2 separate regions of the Danio rerio genome follow, and region 1 is linked to region 2. Evidence: chromatin contacts called from public Hi-C data. All regions are on one chromosome and are shown on one strand. The core of a region is the stretch at or near the end of the contact, and the rest is flanking DNA. Distances in the headings are between cores, read along the strand shown. Region 1 holds the start of hspb15 (heat shock protein, alpha-crystallin-related, b15). Region 2 has its middle 15 kb from the start of myhz2.

What was found. Hi-C and Micro-C count contacts between places; a contact is called where the count stands out from the background.
Region 1: a Hi-C map of embryo shows a contact between it and region 2, with 2.6 times the contacts expected there. The contact joins the promoter of hspb15 here to the enhancer-like site in region 2. A contact is called at or near these places in 2 of 18 Hi-C or Micro-C datasets (both in embryo).

Annotation. Positions count from the first base shown.
Region 1 is chr5:32,935,545-32,942,745 of GRCz12tu, forward strand. It overlaps hspb15 (heat shock protein, alpha-crystallin-related, b15), which reads right to left and starts at 3,552. Exons shown (of 3, transcript NM_001098732.2): 1 at 3,305-3,552; 2 at 3,015-3,078; 3 at 1,730-2,821. The coding sequence starts at 3,500. The coding sequence ends at 2,617. dab2 (DAB adaptor protein 2) reads right to left here. Exons shown (of 14, transcript NM_001327872.1): 11 at 7,120-7,201; 12 at 6,824-7,035; 13 at 6,236-6,325; 14 at 4,184-4,537. The coding sequence ends at 6,251.
Region 2 is chr5:32,804,054-32,810,793 of GRCz12tu, forward strand. No RefSeq gene overlaps it. Among named protein-coding and RNA genes, the nearest start is that of myhz2, 15 kb to the right of the region's middle. Within about 2 kb of position 2,943, at least 3 of the 62 cell types and tissues checked have an H3K27ac peak or open chromatin away from gene starts, as enhancers often do.

The sequences.
Region 1 (7,201 bases), core at 2,302-4,801, 130 kb after region 2:
CCTGCTGCTTTTGTCAGCAGTCACATAATCAATAAATACAAGAGAACCAGTTCCATTGACAGCCATACATGCCCACGCTATGTCACTACTACCACCACTGCTAAGGATCTTAAGCAGTTCCTTCTCCATACTCCACCCATCACTCTACAAGTTGATCTTAATCTGTGCATAGGATTTTTAGAACTCCAATCTGGCCTTGCTGTTTTGAGGCTCACCAATGGTTTACATCTTGTGGTAAACCCTCTGTATTCACTCTGCGTTAGAGTCAACAATCAAGAGAACACCTACACTACATACCCCTACCTCCTGGAGAGTGTTCTTGATCTGGCCAACTGTTGTGAAGGGTATTTTCTTCACCAGTGAAAGAACTCTTTAGTTGTCCACCACAATTATTCTCTGTGGTTTTCGGGGTCTTTGGGTGTTGCTGAGCTCACTGGTGTGTTCTACCTTTGTAAGAATGTTCCAAACAGTTACAATTACTTTTGGACCCTTAACAAGTGGGAAGCACATCTGCAAACTGTTGTAATTCCTTCAGCGCTCACCTGATTTGGATGCAGACTGTCAGCTTTAATTTGAGGGTATTTGCAGTTAAAGCACATCTTGTTAGTTTCATTTCAAATCCATTGTTAGTGTATGGTGTCAAAAAATGTTAGAATAGTGTCGATTTCCAAATAAATATGAACCTAAAATGTTTATGAAGGGTCAATTTGCAAAGAGACAACTTTTTGATATGTTTTATGCTGTGCATTTAAGAGTACAACTGCAAAAAAAAAAAAAAAAAAAAAACCCTATTTATGAAAATTATTAAAACTGGACATTTTAATAGTTTTCAAATGGCAATAAACTAGATTACCAAAAAAGTGAGAAATTATTTTTTTTTTTAAACCTTTTCACACATCACCCTTATAAACTATAAGAGTTAAGAAATTGCGGCAACTTTACCAGCCACACAATGGATGGAAACAAAGAGATATAGTGCTATATTCCAACTCTATATCTACATTTCATGGTTTTTACAATGATTATACCTCTTGAAGTCAGGACTTTCTGTATTAAAAATTGTACAAAATGTATCCTAAAATGAAAGAGAAACAAGTTAGAGGTGAATGAGCTGGCAGATTAGCTAATCAAATTTGCTCAGAGAAATGCTATTGCTGTCAAAGATGGAGTCAGTTTAGGGTTTAGGAAGAGACTAATCAGATATCCTATTTATGGAAGGTTTGCAAGGAAATGTCATTCTTTCTTGTAAAAGTAGGTATTCTGTAGTATTTCCAAAATAGAATATTTTATTTTGATATTTAGTGGCTGCTGTAATTTGTAGTTTATCTTGAAACATGTAAATTTGAGTTATTTGGTATTTTATTTTAAAATACATTTCAATGTATTTTTGCCCATCACCGCCTACAAGCATAGGGTAACAGATATATCGTTTGATGACTACAGAGTAATGTGATGAAAGCTGTGGAACATGTATGAAAATAGTAAAGGTACAACTGTGCGGGTAAGGAGAAACCTGCCTCTATACATCTGATCATCCAAAGAAGGAAACTAAAAGGAAGGCTTTGGGTTTCAGAAGCGTGTCATTGATCTGCAACACGAGCAGAACGAACACAGAAACCCTGTTGTCAGCTGCATGCTTTAAATACCAGCACCATCTACAGGATGTGAACAGAAACTTTACCAGGCTACATGAACAGTAATTAGGTAAATTAATGTGATCCTCTCACAATTTCTCAAAACAGTTCTGGTTTATTATAATTTACAAGACTGTAAGTAACAAATTCATTAAAACAGTTTTGCTTAAACAAAAAGATGGTCCCGGCCTTATACAACACAAGCTCCAATTTGATGCCTTAACTAAATATATATCGTTCTAGCATGAGAATCTAGGAAAAGTTCTCCCTTTTCTTTTTTTAGACCGTCAGTACTGGTTACATAGGCATGATCATCTTTGAGATATTTTTATACATAAACAGCAAGAAGTGCATTATTCATAAGTCTTAAAACAAAATAGCAAACCCCATAAATTTTGCCTATTACCATTGGTTAGTAATGCCTGTTATTTTTATAATGATAATTATTCTCTTTCAAAGCCAGTATTAACAAATGCTTCTAAAGATCGCCTCAAAGTTGTTTTTTAGATTTGCCATTAATTGTCATTTGTTGAATTTTAACAGATAAAAATGTATCTTCAAAAAGGAATGCTGAAAACTCAAGGTCTTAAACAGACTCTTTAATAATGACTCATTTTCATGGTCTGTAAAAATGCAAAATTAGTAGATTCATATTTTGAGATCTTTTACATTTTACTAATACCTATTAACAACTTTGAAGTGATCTGTACATAAGAAGCTGTACATTTAGTCACCTTAGAATTAAGATTCTATCTGATGTGTCAAAATAATTATTGACATTCTTATTAAATGACAACTTACATTATGGCATTTTTATACAAGTCGTTTACAACAAAAAAAACATAATAATAATTATAATGTTACACACACACAGTTTGCTATTAAATGCAAAAACGTTGTAGCTCAAAATCATTCAGAACGCAGACAGAACCTTGTAATTCCAAGGTGACAATTTGTTAAACTGATTATGTTTACCCAGTAACTACTGAGAGTCTGAATGTCTCTGGTTACTGGTGAGGCATAGTTCATCCGTTTTTGCAGGTAACCGTTTGTCCATCATGTGAATAGGGATGACAATCTCTCCTGGGAAACTGATATTAGAGCCCGTTAATGGAGCTTCAACTGAGAGAACACCATCTGGAGACAGCATGGAGCTGATCTGTTTTAGGTCTAAGTCAGCCGGAAGCCTAATAAATTACACAAGAAAAAAGTGATTGGAGCAACAGCCTGAAGAACTATAATTTATGCAAATGTTTTGAGTAAAAATAAATAAAATAATAAAAAAAAAAAAAAACATTTCTGTTGAGTTTTAGACAGAACTTATTTAAATTACTTTTTTTATATACAGGACATACTACATGTAGAGACCGACAGGCTTACTTGTATTTTCTTGCAAAGCTTCTTGAGATCAGCCTGTGATTTTCCTGTCTTTCCTCGTGATTACCTGTAAAAGAAAAATGTTAACTTAACAAACATGCCACTGAAATCCTTGGGATATATATATATATATATATATATATATATATATATATATATATATATATATATATATATATATATATATATATATATATATATATATATATATATATATATATTATTATTTTTTTTTTAATAAACAAATACATGCCTCAAAGATTCCTCCGACAACATTTATATCCATCACATACCTGTTATTTCCAAGTATCCGTCCCTGGTTTTGACGCTTATCTCTTCTGGAGAAAAAGGACCGACATCTAGACAAACTTTCCAGTCTTGCTCTCCTATCATTTGTTCACACACAGCATCAGAAACGTGTCCTTCAGATCCAGAACATGGTTTAGATGGAATCTCCTTGCACAATGAGCTGAAGAGAGGAAAAGGCATCGATCCTGGCCAACTTGATGTCCCTAGTCTCTTCCTGGCTGATTCTATCCAGCTAACCTCATCAGGTTCAAGAAAATGGGGGAGGTTGCCGTTTTCGCTGAAAAGAGTCTTTTGTGGCTGCTCGTGAAGAGGGTCCCAGCAACCATTTCGATAAAACAAAGGACGAGACATGTTTTAAAGAAAAATACTCTGTTTTGGTCTTAATACCTGATGCCAAGACAGTAACAATTACCCAGACTTATGAAAAATCTACAGGAAGTTGCCACTGACTTCTTTTATACTCTCCTTGTCTATTAAAACCTCATCCCAGATTATACAGTTATCCAGCCCCAAACGTCAACAAAAAGGCTTTCACTCCAGTGTTACAATTTGACTTGCACAGAATGATGCCATCCTGTTTGTATTAATAGAAGTGGAGGGTTAATGGCAAATTCTTGGCGCATGACAATAGGTGCACTGGCAATAACAGAGGCCTCTGTATTCTGGTCACATCTCAGTACTTTTCTTTCCCATGGTGATGAACTTTGTTGCACAACAGCATGTACTCACAGCTTCTATCTCAGCTCTAGAGAATCCCTCAGTCTTGTAAACAACATTTACAACTACATGCGCAACACCAATTATTTTTGTACCCGATTATAAATTAAGAGCAAAAGACAACAAAAAATAAACCCAAACAGCGCTAGATTTGTCTTTTTTAATGAATAATTAGGATTAAGCATTTTACTTAATTATGAATGCACAGGAATACTTGCATAGAGGAAAATCATGTCCATTAACATGAATTTTTTTTTTTTTTTACTTTCCTTCAATTACAACCCTACATCAGCTACTTCACTGTGCAGCTCATTTCACATGTGACTTGGGGTTGATCAGTGAGAAAGGCACAGAAATAGACTACAGGAGATATACAGTGTGAATGAGAACAGCAGAGCACAGAATACAAGAGTTTTCTAAACAGTGCTTTTCCAAGTAGTAGAACGCTGCAGTGCTTGTGTGGCCCTCTCGCTCAGCAGCTCTGGGTCAGCAGGAGTGTACTGAAATAAAATACAACACCTAATTAATTTAGATTTTATAATAAACCTCATGTACTGTTGGGGATCCACTCTGGGGTGATTGAGTCAATTCGGCCATAGCTTTTTTTGCGTTTTAGCTAGCAAAATTATTTTAGATAAATCTTATTTTGAAAATCTTTAAATAAAAAAAAATAAACTCGAGCCAAATTTACTACAACACATTAATGCATCAGATTAATATATTTTACAAATTTTTTTTTTTTTTTGCGAAAATCTGTTCACCTCAGTTCTGAATCAAAACTACCTAAAGAGTTAAAATGCTGTCATTATTAATTGCCAAATTCATAAATCAAGTCATTGATTTGGTAAAAGAACAAAATGACGTATTTTCAATATAAAAAAGTAATTGTGGACTGGATTTAAGCTTTTATCCCTGTCTTGGTGACAACCAAGACAACATTGACTTTGATTTTAATTTTTCCTCCCTAATTTACTGTTGGTGGCTGTTTTTCTCCATTGACTTTCATTATAACGGCGTTTTTTGATTACAAAACAATGACACCATATAATGATGCATTTCTGATTTTTGATGGTTTTTCCTGTTGGGAAGATGTAAAATTAGTAATTTTGACTGCTGATTATCCGGTAGCACCCTTTAGGCTTGTGCAAAAAAAAAAAAAAAAGCTTAGTTTCTAGATATTTTATGAAGTATAACAGAAAATTAAAGTGTGTATGTATCTGAATGTGTGGCAGTGACCTTTGTGCACTTCCCTTGATGTCATTAAGTCAAAACATGCATGCAGCTCTCAGAAATGGAGTAAACAAAAACAAAGACTGCGCACAAATATGGTTATTATGGAAGCAAATGGGGCAAAAACAGCCACTGACTGTAAATTTAGGGAGGGAAAAAGAAAGTGAAAAATCTAACAATACATCAAAGGAAATGTTCTTATAAATCTTTCACATGTCCAAGACTGTGACAAAAGGTTAAAAAAAATCCAGTCCACAATTACTTTTTATATTGGAAATAAGTCATTTTGTGTGTGTTTTTTTTTTTCACCAACTTGGCAATTAAACAGTTAAAATCCTGTAATTTAACAATTTAGTAGTTTTGATCAGAACTGAGGTTGATTTCTGCAATATAATTTTTTTAAATTATATTTCTACCTATATTTAACCCTAACATATAGCTGAATTGACATTTCATTAGCATGTTCTTTGATATACAAATAAATACTGCAAGCTTCAGAACTCAAAAGCAACTCCTTGTCTGAATATATATAATTCCCATGTATCGTACTGAAAAAAAAAAAGTCATTATATAATGCATGATTGAATGTAATCAAAGAGAAATATGTTGAGTGAGAATCAAACTTCCATATTGCTCTTTCAGTGAATATAAAATGATGCAAATCCCCAAATAACACCTGAATGCAATGCATGGGTGAAGTGTTTTTTGATGATGTGCCAGAGGCTGAAAAAAAAAAAAAAAAAAAGTTCATCCTTTTCTAAGATTTAAAAAGACTGAATTTTTCTTAACATGCTGCGGGCAGATTAAAAATAGATGTTGGAACTGAACTATGAAAGCTATGGATTTTTTAATAATAATAATAATAATAATAATAATAATAATAATAGATTAAACTAAATCAATCCAATTTTTATAATCTAAAACTGTACATAAACAAATTAACAATAAGAATGTATTCAGATTCTCACCAGCAGTGGTAACTTTCAGGCAAAGGGATTTCCCCCAAACGGGTCTCCAAAAGCATCTGCAAGAGCAGCATTCTGAGTGGCCGGAGTGCTCTATAATATAAAAGCACAATGAAATTAACACACAAAACCTGATTAAACATGTAATCACAAAAACTGACTCTTTTAAGATTTCCCGAATTTGTCTCGCATGACAAAATTGACGCTGAAATTTCACAGTGTGAGCAGGGCTTAAGGTTTACAGGTTTATTTATTTATTTTTTTTAGTACAACAGTATCTCCAGCAGTAAAGATATCCAAAGATGTGTTTTTAAATTGTAATGAAATCTGTGTTTTTGAAACTAATGAAGACAGCAGAAGTCAATGATTCATTTGAATTATCTAGCCTGACATGTTTAACGCTCCAAAATACTTTAAAATGTTTCTTAAAACAAAATATATTGTTTTTACCCAGACAATTATATTTTAGAGCAGTAATCACAGTACCATGATGGTTATCATACCATCAGAATCTTATACCGGCCCATGGCTACACAGTACAACAGTAATACACAGCAACTCTATGAAACGTCCGAACTCAAATGTACATACTGTGTTCATGAGTGGTGCCCCAAATGGGTTCACTCCAAAAGTGTCATCAAAAAGATCTGTGCCTGCTGCAGGAGCTGGGTTTGTGGGTGCAGGGACTGGATTTGAGGAGAAGGCCACATCCAAAAGCCCTGTGGCTGGAGCTGGGATCAAACCTGCTGCCTGAGGTATTGCATCCATAGTAGGGATCAGCTGAGAAGCAGGTTTGGAAGTCCCTAAACATAAGAGCAACTGCAATTATCAAATGATAACCAAACAAGCACCTCATTTTAATTAGCTGATGATTATTAAATGTATACCATTGGAGTTAGCTGAGATTTGGTTTATTTCAAAGTCATCATGATCTGCTGCATCTTGAGCCAAGCCAACCTTGTTGGAAAA
Region 2 (6,740 bases), core at 1,693-4,192:
TAAAAAATGTTTAAGTATAAAACATACACTGGCATGTATTAGGTTCATATGCCACTGTTAAATAAAATATGACTTTATCCTTAAGTTACATTAAGGCAGTTAAAGAAATGAGACTGCCTATAAATAACTTATGCACAGCTTCTGCAACAGTCCTTTTATGACCTTTAGAATATTTTAAAGGAGTACTAGTCTTTGAAACCTTACAACCAAGCTGCTATTAATCTATTCAGTGCATTCAGAAAACTGAATTTGTAATATGCGCTATTAATATATGTTTTTAACACATTTAAAATACACAAATAAGCACAGGTCTGCAGTTAACTAAATTATGCCTTGACCATGAAAGGTTGTCAGCTGGTGCCGAACTAAGCTTGCAGCTGTTTGCTACAACACTTAAGCAGTTGGTGTGGTTGGAAATAAATGTTGCTTTGACAGCGGAAACCAGATAGGGAAAGTACATCAAGGGATACACTTTTCATGTGTCAGGAGGCATTTGATTAGGAGCACTGCTCACAAGTATCATAATACAGGACCTTGTATGGAACATGACCAATGAAAGCAAACTAGATGCCTTGATATGATTCAAGATATTAAACAACGCAAAGATGCAGTAAAAAACAACCTGTTAAAACTGAAAGAACATGTAGAGATGTCTTATCTGGCTTTGTGTACAATGATATTCCACCAAGAAAAAAAATGTTTGGATTTCATTTCTTTCGCTTTGTGTCAACTTTTTTACTTGAATAAATTTGTATTTTTGGAGCTTTGGTGTTACCGCTTTTCCAACACATCCCATAATTTATAAAATATCAACTTACATGACATTTTATAGTAAAAGTAGCAGAATTAATAAATATACTATGAAAATCAGAAAATATGAAGGGCAATCTATTTAAAAAATAATCAAAATAAGACATTTTTGAACACTAAATGATCTTTATTTTTTGAAGTGTGTCATACAATATTTCAGATTCTCATTTAACATGCTTTCTTATATATATATATATATATATATATATATATATATATATATATATATATATATATATATATATATATATATATATATTTTACAATAAAACCAAAATCAAGTGTAGTAGTGCAACAGGATTATGTTTGTATGATTTTTTTGTAAACCAACAATGCTGTGTGTAAACCATTATTTAAAACAGTCATTCTTAAAATTACTTTAACAGTCATTATTTAAAACAATCAAAATATGGTCAACTAATTGGTAAATTGGGCAGTAAAAAAGAATATTAAAATATTAGAAAATATTTGTAAAAACTTAAGCATGATTCCTTCTCCAAAGTACAATACATGCATGTCAGTCGTGTTTTGATTTAGCTGTTTATGTCCGAGTTAAATTGTAGATCTCCATGGGGGCATTTAGAGTCGTGAGTGATGAGAAGCTTGATAGTTGTTGGCTCGTATTTGTGGATATAAATTATTGCTGTGGGGAAGCCTTGATGAGCTGCTGATCTCAGAGTATTTACAGAATCACAGTACTCCAAAGCAGTAAAAACACAGCAGGTGTGAAGTTGTCAACTTGTTCTTAATGCTTTTTCCATTTTAATATTAAGCCAAACGACTTGCCCGTACAGTTCAGCATCAAACCTTGACATGCTTCTAGCTGTGATTTCATGTACAGCATTCTTAAAAGTAAAATCCACACATTACGGGCACTAAAATTCACATTTACAGTTAAAGTCAGAATAATTAGCCACCCCATTAATTCTTATTCGCAAATTTCTGTTCAGTGGAGAGAACTTTTTTTTTCTACACATTACTAAACATTATAGTTTAAATAACTCATTTCTAATGACTGATTTATTTTATCTTTGCCATGACCACAGTAAATAATATTTGACAAGATATTTTTCAAGACACTTCTATACAGCTTAAAGTGACAATTAAAGGCTAAACTAGCTTAATTAGGTTAACTAGGCAGATTAAGCTAATAAGGCAAATTATTGTATAATGATGGTTTGTTCTGTAGACAGTCGAAAAAAAATATTGCGTAAAGGGGCTAATAATTTTGACCTTAAAATGTTTTTAAAAAATTAAAAACAGTTTTCATTGTAGCCCAAATAAAGCAAATAAGGCTTTATCCGGAAGAAAAAAATCTTATCGGAAATACTGTGAAAATGTCCATGCTCTGTTACGTATCATTTGGGAAATATTTAAAAGAAAAAAAAATCAAAGGGGGGCTGATTCTGACTTCAACTGTAAGTGTACTTTACATGTAAATTAATACTGCCACTATCAAAAATGCCTTTGGGAATTTTGAGACTTTTCAAATTAAATAAGCCATCAGAAAATTTTCAAAATATAGCAGTTGTTCTTAAACACATGTTTTTCTAATTTTATAGGATTATTCACCAGGGATTTACTCCACCCACAAACATGCGTAACGCTCTGTGAGAGATATGGACATAAGAGCAAGTATATAAATAGAACATGTATCTTTGGCTTTCCTTGACTGTTTGGCTCAGACAAGACTGAACTGTAAGGCGCAGCAGGGCAGTCGTCAGGGTTGGCATTTGGCAACATTTGCAGGAACATGCAAATAGGATGCCAAGCAAGTTTTGAATCATTAAGGAAATAGCTTTGAATGCGGTAAAGAGCTTAAAGCATAGCAGCATTGATTTCTTCTACGACTTCCAACTTTTGCATGGAATGACAAATGTAATGAATTGATTGAAGCCAATTAGTATTGCATGCATCAGAAAAATATTATCAAAAAATAATATTTTTGATGGGCTAATTGGCAGTAAATATTGAACTTGTTAAGAAATGTACCTTATGTGTGTTGTGTGTGTTTGTATATTAGGGCTGCATAATATATCCTAATATTATAGTTATTGCAATGTCTGTATCACAGAGAGGTGCAATAAATTACATTTATTGTAGCTTTTTTATAAAGATTTGACCAATCAGATGCCTTACTATTGTTATACTACCTCCGCAGTAGGTGCTATTGGCTACAGCGGCCCAAAGGTGAACCTAGAGTCAAACAAACATACTAATGGGGGGAGCAGAGACAAGAGTGGTGAATAACAACAGCCAAAAAATTTAAAATAAAAATAATAATAAAATCTGAATGTCTGTTGAGGTTTTCACTCATTCATATTGTTTTGAATTCTAAATGTTTGCACCTTCACATATATTCTTTACATCTGAATTGGATTTAAAAAAAATATATATATATATTGGTTGGTTATTTTGATGGTTACAGTCCATAAATAAATGATTAAAAACAGCTATGGAATAGGATTTCTGTGGAGAAATGTCACATACCGCATATTTCCCCAGTATTTTGCAGCCATAATATATACTCAAAAACATTCAAACATTTTCATCAGTTTTTAACCAAAAAAAAAAAAAACTACAATAATTAATTTCTACAAAACTGAAACAAAAGCTATTGTCTGTGGTATGAGAAAGTCAACTAGTAAGAAAATCGCTGCCTTTTTAAGTTTAATAATCATTGAACCTTTCTTTAAATGTATTTAATATCTGTTATAATGTTATAAACAAATTTAATATTATTAATACAATATTGTTTCTTTCCTAACAGGATTTAAGTTAATTAAGTTAATTCATGAGCAATTAAGTTAATTCATGACAACATGCATTTCTGCACACCGGCGTCTGTGATTGATATATAATTTTTTTTTTAACATACAGTGCTCAGCATATATAAGTAGATCCCTCACAAATCTCTCTTTTAAATTCATATTTTTAATAGGAAGCTCTACAATATTGTATTTGTGCATATACATTATTAGTCAGCACTACTGCCAAATCTGAAGCTTATCTAACACAATACCTTACGATAACAGTCTAAAAACTAGTACACCCACATTTATATGATATAGAAAAATATTAAATACAAATTTAAAAAAGTGGAAAAATCAAGAAAAGCAAAAATAAATAAATAAATAAATAAAATTTGGTTGCAATTTTGTTGGTTGTCATTTTTTTGCAATATTTACTTGAATTTAATTGCAACTTTCATTTTCTAAATATTTTTGGTGACTAAAATATTATTTTAATAAACATATCTGTTTAATAAATCTGTTTTATTTAAATGCACCAAAGTGCATTGCCTATATTTACTGAGAAATAGATACAAATATTCATGTTTAAAATGGGGTGTACTCAATTATGCTGAGCACTGTATAATCGATTTGCAATAGCTGTTGTGAAGGCCAGAAGTTCCAACTGTGCATGGACTGTGGGTGAAACCTACAGTTGTTTAAAGAAAAATAAGACAAAATGTCATAGGATAGCTTTAAAGACATGCTTAATATGAAAAGAAATGCAAATATGTAATATCTTTGGCATATTTGTTAATTTAACACAAATATCAAGTTTCTGTTGAGCCATTTCGGAATACAAATGTTGTTCAGAATGATGTAGATCTAAAAACTGAGAAGCACCTTTAAAGAGACATCTTTTTGCACCTGCCACCTCTGAATGAATGGTTTCAGCAATTCTTGAGAATTCTGGAGAATTGTGCATGTTTAACTTATTAAAACTGTTTAGAGAGGACACAAACAAATTATGTTTGTGTTGATGAAATAGACTGGCCTGCAAAACGCCCAAGACCTGAACATTCAATCCCCTCACCCAACATCAGTGCTGGGCATTACCTGTGTTGAACATTTAATTTCAAGCATGGTACTGTAGCATGCATGAAGCTTATCTGATCCACTTGTTAATTTGTGATGTATGGAATACTGTTTTCAGGTCCAAGCTGTCCAAAAATGTCTGAATAGCCCATTATGATAACTGTTTGGTCATTTCAGACACTAAAGAAAATATTCACATGTGCACTACAGCAGGGGTTCCCAAACTTTTAGGCCTACGACCCCCAAAATAACGATGCCAACGACCCTTAATATTTTCAGAGGGGGTTTTAAACATACAAACATTGCACGCAACGGCACACACACACACCAACAGGTCTAAACAAAACAAGCACATATTGACAACACAAAAAAGTGCAACAGTTTAACAACCAGTGTTGAGGAAAGCTGCTTTTGAAAAGAAATGCATTACAATATTGAATTATACTCCCCAAAAAGTAACTAGTTGCATTACTTAGTTACTTTTTATGGTAAGTAATGTGTTACGTTATTTTTGAGTTACTTTTGCATTGCTTGGCTGAGGCTTAATCTCTTTCAGAACTTGAGTTGTGCTCTGCGATTAAGAATGCACTGTATAACCTACACCAACATTTACCTTTAAAAACACAGAAAAAAAATATTTTAGGATAATGTTATTGGAGAACTTCCTGACCCCAGATTCCTGACATATATGTATACACATGCCATATATAAAAATTATTGAAAGTTTAAAGCAATATGTTTCCTACTTTTGTACTAGTTAGTTTAAACTTTATTTTATTGCCTGTTCTGCTTGACACAGAAAGGAAATTTGTCTTTAACACTGGATTTACAGACAACAATTGCATACATACAACAACCACACAATAACAACACTCATCAAGACAACAACATAAGTTAAAGGTTTAAAATCCAAATTAGCCTCTTACAAACTACTGCAGATCATTCTTGGCAACCACCACATTCACTTCAAACAGTGATCCGATTTAAAATAACCACTGCCATTGGGATAAATGACTTATTATAAGCATTTCTTCATGCTTTAGGAATTCTAAACCTGTGTCCTGATGGCAACAATTCAAATGCTGAGTGAAGGGGATGAGTATTATCTTTAAAAATCACAACTACTGTTTTTCCATAAAGGAGTCAAATAAAATCTGCAGTGAATGTTGCTATTCACTATTTGTCTTAAGAAAAATTATTTTCTTTCATGACTGTGTGATTTATTGTGACTATTTTTTAATTCAGCAATTTATTTTTAAAAGGTAATTAATTAAACTAAAAAGCAACTCAAATATTATGACTTATTTTTGAAAAGTAATGCATTACTTTACTCATTACTTAGACAATTTATATTATTAAGTAATTCACGCTACTTGTAATGCGGCACCCCAACACTGCTAACAACCATTGCAATTTTTTAAAGTCATTAATTCATTATTTTAATTTAATATTAACCTCACCTAATAAGACTGGTGGGCACAAGTCTTTTCTGGGTTTAATTTTGGAGACTGCCACTCAGAGATCACCCTGCATGTTCAGTCATGGCCTGCATTTATTTTTAATGTACTGTACTTGAGTGCCTAGGCTAGTGCTGTAAAATTAATCTACTGCAACTGACTCTATTGCCTTGTCATGAATCCAACATAAACACCCCAAGGGTGTTGATTCTAAGGTGTGCAGTTATTTTCAGGTAAATGCACAGCTATAGTAGTTCCAGGCAGGTCTTGACCACACAGTTCTACAGAACTTATATCACTATGCTGAGCTAATTAGTTATTCCAAATCGCACAGCCTACAATATCAACAAAAAATACATAATTTAACGATAAAAAGCTGACGGCGTGGGGGCGCAGTGGGTTGCGCTGTCACCTCACAGCAAGAACGTTCAAGCCTCGGCTAGGTCAGTATGCATTTCTATGTGGAGTTTGCATATTCTCCCCATGTTGTCGTGGGTTTCCTCCAGGTGCTCCGGTTTTCCCAACAATACAAACACATGTGCTATAGGCGAATTGAGTAAGCTAAATTGTCCAGTGTATGTGTGTAAATGAGATTGTATGGGTGTTTCCCAGTGATGGGTTGCAGCTGGAGAGGCATCCGCTGTGT